Linked DNA regions of Oryctolagus cuniculus: region 2 is linked to region 1. A link is a contact called in public Micro-C data. All regions are on one chromosome and are shown on one strand. Each heading gives the region's core, a stretch centred on a gene start, on an enhancer-like site or on the middle of the called end of the contact. The rest is flanking DNA. Distances are from core to core; before and after follow the strand shown.

Region 1 (2,700 bases), core at 88-2,587:
AAGGCTCTCTGGCTGCTAAGGAGTCAATCTCCCAGTTGGGAAGTCCCTATGCTGGGGATAGCAGAGGACTCAGCCCAAGTCCACTGAGGTTGGAGGTTTGGGGGGTCACAGTGTTAGGTAGGAAGTCAGAAATTGAGCCTATGTGTGTATGAGACAGGCCTGAAGACCAGCACCTACTGTGGAAGCCCCAGAAGCCCAGCATCTTGCACTTCAAAGTCCTGCCCAGACCCTGCTAACCTCGCAGGCGGTCCCGCCTTTCCCCCAAGGAAAGCTCCCAGAATTTTCTCTCCTCTAGACCAAAGGGGTTACCTGATAACATGGGGCAATAAAACCCTCACAGACCTGAGGGAAGCCCCCCTGCTCTGCCCAGGCGTCAGGAATTTGCTAATTTTCACCCAACAAACCCTTCTGCCAGGACTCCCCATCCTTTGTCCTGAAGGAGAGGGGGAGGTGGATAAACAGACTCCCTTAAAAACCTAGGGAGTCCAAATGGACTGGGAGCTCAGCCCTCTGCTTCTCTGCTGGGCCGCCGGTGTATTCTCTCCATTCAAGCATGTAACCCCGCTCTCCCCCAGTCCGAGCGACTGGGCGCTCCCTGTCCCTTCTGTCCTGACGGATGCACTCTGCTCTCTGTCTCACGCCCGAATTCTTTCTTGCGTGAAGACAAGAACCCCATGGCTTCCACGGCCTTTCCTCCGGTAACAACAGGCTCCTGCTGTAGCAAAGATGTAGACTAGATACTGAAAGAATAGGGCGGAAGCCTCTCGGGGTGACCAGCTGTCTCAGCAATGAGGCTGGTGCTGCAGCAGGTGTACAGGGAGTGTGAACAGATGAACTCCGCCAGTTGAAAACAGACGCTCAGGTTGTATACATTTCAAACCCGCGGGTGTATACCACCTGCCACCAACTCTATTCAGTCGCTCCCACTAGCACAGGCTGACACCGAAGGTGCCCTTGTTCTGGGACGCCACACCTCCAGCAGCCCTCCGCCACCCAAAACTCAGCACAGGGGCCTTGAGATGCTGCACGATCCCGTCCACTGCCAAGAAACCGCTTTGTTTCTACACGGAGCCAGCCAGCCGCGAAGGCTCCTGGGAAATGTCGCCCGGCGCTTGGAAGAGTAGAACGTCAGGAGCCTCCGGGTCGTAGAGTTTCTGTTCGCCACACACCTGAGAAGAAAATCTTCTCGTCTGGCCCGACCTGAAGGGTTTCCTGCGAGGTCATACCGGAGACAGCTAAGCCTAACCGTGTGAAAAGCAAGTCCCCTCGAGCACAGCCGCTCACGCTGGGCGTTGATTCGAGCAGCAGGGCCTTCTGGGAAATGTAGTTCAAGCTGGAGCCCAGAAGCCTGGCGGAACTGGCGGGAAGGAAGTTGTCCCGAATCCTCTCAGCGCCCTGCCTGACTGACCCAATGCTTGCCCAGGCGCCGCCTGGACACGTGGGAGTTCTCCCTCTTGTTCAAAGTGCTCCAACGTATGAAGGTGCATTTGTGCTTTTCGTGGGGGTGGCTCTGACCACCGGTTCTAAGAAGTGTGGAGGGCGGAGACACAGCCTTGACTTCTTGGACATTGGCAGGCTGGTGGCTGTAGGGGACCTAGAGATATTCCCGTTATGAGGGTGGGGAATGAGATACTTGTGATTGTGTGTGAGGAAGAGCACGCGAGAGATCACCACCTGAATGAGGGTGGCAATTGATTATTTTTAAAAGATTTTATTTATTTGAAAGGCAGAGTTACAGAGAGAGAGAAAGAGGTCTTCCATTAGCTGGTTCACTCCCCAAATGGCCACAAAGAAGCCAGGAGCTTCTTCCCAATCTCCCACCTTGATGCCGGGGCCGACCACTTGAGCTGCTCTCCACAGCTTTCCCAAGCCATTAGCAGGGAGCTGGGTGGGACATGAAGCAGAACTGGCATCCATATGGGAAGCTGGCGCTGCAGGCGGAGGCTTAACCTGCTGTGCCACAGTGCTGGAGGACACTGATTTCTTGATAACGTTGTGTCTTCTGAGCCATGAGTATGAAGTACAAATCTCTATTTAGATTTTCTTCAATTGCTCTCAGTTTTTTTTGTAGTTTTCAGTATACAGTATACAGATATTGCACATTTTTGGTCAGTCTATACATTATTTCATATAGTTCATGCTATTGTAGATTGTTTTGCTTTTATGTTTTTAATTTTTTTAAGATTTATTTATTTGAGAGAGTGACAGAAAGAGAAAGATCTTCCATCGCTGGTTCACTCCCTGGAGGCCCCAGTGGGCCAAAGCTGGGTCATGCCAAAGCCAGTGATAGAAGCTCCATCCGGGTCTCCCATGCTGGTGGCAGGGACCCAAGTACTTGGGTCATTTTCCACTGCTTTCTCAGGCATATTAGCAGAGAACTGGATTGGAAGCGGAGCAGCTGGTACTCCAACTAGCACTCAGATATGGGATGATGGCATGCCGACATTACAAGTCGCAGCTTAACCCACTGCTCCAAAATGCAGGCCCCTGCACTTAGCTTTAATTTCCAATTGTTGCTAGCATTGAAGAAGGCAATTGATTTGATTTTTTTTTTTTTTTTTTTTTGACAGGCAGAGTGGACAGTGAGAGAGAGAGAGAGAAAGGTCTTCCTTTGCCGGCGCCGTGCCTCAATAGGCTAATCCTCCACCTTGCGGCGCCGGCACACCGGGTTCTAGTCCCGGTCGGGGCGCCGGATTCTGT
Region 2 (2,700 bases), core at 197-2,696, 41 kb before region 1:
TGCCTGGCCGGTTCCAAAAAGTTCCACCCATTAATTCCTCGGAAAAAAAAAAAAAAAAAAAAAAGAAAAGTCTCCACTCCTACTCTGGTATCGTTAAAGATATCCAAGCCCTAAACACTCTAACAAAAACAAAAGGTGATCGTTAACCTACAGCCGCGGTATCTCCCTAGAAGGCCAGGGCTCACGGCGCAGCTCAACACGGCACATAGTTAACTGCACGACCACATGAAGTGGACACTATGAACAGAAACCTATTCGTGACGCCTCAGAACATCAACTAGGTAGGGAAACCCTAAAGTGCAAACCAATAAATCATTCTTAAACTGGACTTGTCGAGCGGAGGAAACCCAATCAAGTGCACGCCACGGAAACAAAGAAACGCCGCCAACCCACGCGGAACCCGGCTTGTGGAGGAGCAGCAGCGGCTCCTGTCACCCGAAGGGGCTTCCCTCTCCGGCGGCGGGCAGAGCCGGGGCAGCAGACACCCCAGGCTTTTCCGGGGCCGGTCAGAGCCCACCGCCCACGCTGCCCCGGCCCCAGCTCCTCCCACCTGGCGTGCACGAATGGAAGCTGGAGTCAGACGCGAGAGGAGCCGCCGACACTGAGGTCTGGGTTCGCGGCTCTCTGCGAGGACACCAACTGTCCAGCCCCCAGTCGAAGTCCTGGCTTCCTGCAGGGGACTCTCATAGTGGGGCGCTACCTCTGGTTTCCCTCTCCAGTCTTTCTCTACAGCCGGTGGCAGCGGCGAGGGACCTTAAAGGTCTCGCAGTCCACGCTAGGCCGCACCCACAAAGCCGGTCCCGCACCGTGGTTACCGCCGCACCAGGCTCCCGGCCTCCGGAGCGCACGGCTCCACGACCAGAAAATGCACAGCACCCTTCTCCCGCCCCCCGCCCCGGGGGTCTGTCCCTCAGAGCCTGGCCGGCCCCGCGCTCCGTCCCCCCGAAAAGCGCCGGCCACAGCGCAGCCTGGACCACGGTGCTCGGCGCTCACCAGATTCCGAGGGCGGCCCGGCGGTCCAGTCAGCCGCGCCAGGACTCCGGAGAAGGCCGGGCTCGGTGGCGACTGCGCAGGCGCCCGCGGCCACTGTGGGCTCCGAGGGGCCAGCGGGGCGGGGTCCCGGGGGGCGGGGAGGGGCCGGTGTCGGGTGCCACAGCCCTGCGAGGGGACCTGTTTGGTAACACTGGTGAGGATAACCGGGTCTCCCTTAGCAACCGGAGTCCGAGATCAGAAAGCTGTATAATTCGCCTTTCTTTTGATTCTTGGCTCGGCGCCCCGACCCCCAGGCGCCGAGACCCCAGCTCTGAAAAATGACTCCTGTCCGGTGTGCGCAGGCGCGCGGGGACCGGCGCCAACCCGCCGCCTTTCAACCCGACCCGGGGCCTGCCGGCTCGCACCGGCCCAGGCAGGTGAGAGGGAGTTCTTGGGTGATGTTGTGTGGTAGGCCGGCATATAGAATAAAATGGATTAGGTTTGTGAGCTGGAGGACCACGCCCCTGTGTGACTGCACGCCCTTACCTGGCCGCACCTGTACACCCACCGGCCAATCAGGTTGATTAACCACGCCCCTTTGCAAGTGGATTAGCCAAGGACACAGTATGCCCGCCCTCTCCTTTCCTTGGCTTTTTCAGGCCACCCGCCCCACGCTTCCTGGCCTAGATGCTCCTCCACTGGCTGGTTCCTGGTACTCAGTATAAACCCAGATTTACCTCTCTCCTATAGGTAAAGCTCTCAGTCTCCTATGCACTTCTCTCACTGAATAAAAGCTTAAAAATGAATCATGCTGCCTCATTTATCTACCCCAGTATTCAGAATTCTCTGAATATTAGGCAAGAACCCACACTGGCTTATTCATATTGGGAATTTATTAATAAGCACACTGTGATATCATATGGCACCCCAGATGGGACTTTTGGGGGACTCTTAGGGACCATATTCGGATGTAATATTTTAGGGGACTAGTTCTGATATCAATGGGGGAGAGTTTATTAATAAAATCTACCATCACAGTCTGTGAATATTTAATTCTGGCTTAAAAATGTATTGGACTATGAAGAATGAGAAAATGTTAATTTAAACTTTTTAAAGTTAAAGTCACAAAATTCACTCCAGGACAGTGGATTTAAGTAAACTTTCTTTAGTTTAAAGGTAATATGAAAAAGTGATATCTCAGTGGTAGACTTCAGAAAGCACTGAACACTTTTATTTATTTGAGTGGTAGAGTTACACATAGAGGGAGAGACAGAGAGGTATACCATCCACTGGTTCACTCCCCAAATGATCTTAAGGGCCTCTATGCCAATCCGAAGCCAGGAGCCAGGGGCTTCTTCCTGATCTCCCATGCGGGTGCAGGGGCCCTAGCACCTGGGCCATCTGCTGCTTTTCCAGGCCACAGCAGAGAGCTGGATTGGAAGAGGAGCAGCCAGGACTGGAACCGGTGCCCATAAGGGATGCTGGCACCACAGGCAGAGAATTAACCTGCTGAACACTTTCTTATAATAACTGTCGCTCCCCCTCTTCGTGGAGGAACGACACTAAACCCTGCCTAGGCTTCATATCCGAGTCACGGCACCATTATGTCGCTCCCCCTCTTCGTGGAGGAACGACACTAAACCCTGCGCTGTTCTTTCGTCTGCTCGGCCCTCCCCGGGTTTGCTGCTGGTTCTTCCCAGGTTGGCTACTGTCCCTTCCACCTCCGTG

The links. A called contact is a pair of places that touch in the nucleus more often than the background predicts.
Region 2: a Micro-C map of ear pinna shows a contact between it and region 1, with 4 times the contacts expected there. The contact joins the promoter of LOC100352832 here to the enhancer-like site in region 1. A contact is called at or near these places in 2 of 6 Hi-C or Micro-C datasets (ear pinna and skin fibroblasts).

Annotation. Positions count from the first base shown.
Region 1 is chr18:16,846,503-16,849,202 of mOryCun1.1, reverse strand. LOC138846477 (a long non-coding RNA gene) reads left to right here. Exons shown (of 3, transcript XR_011383993.1): 1 at 1-1,481. Among named protein-coding and RNA genes, the nearest start is that of ZNF540, 120 kb to the left of the region's middle. Within about 2 kb of position 1,337, at least 6 of the 8 cell types and tissues checked have an H3K27ac peak or open chromatin away from gene starts, as enhancers often do. A contact at or near this core is called in ear pinna, where this site is marked.
Region 2 is chr18:16,887,905-16,890,604 of mOryCun1.1, reverse strand. LOC100352832 (zinc finger protein 30 homolog) reads right to left here and starts at 1,446. Exons shown (of 6, transcript XM_008257225.4): 1 at 994-1,446.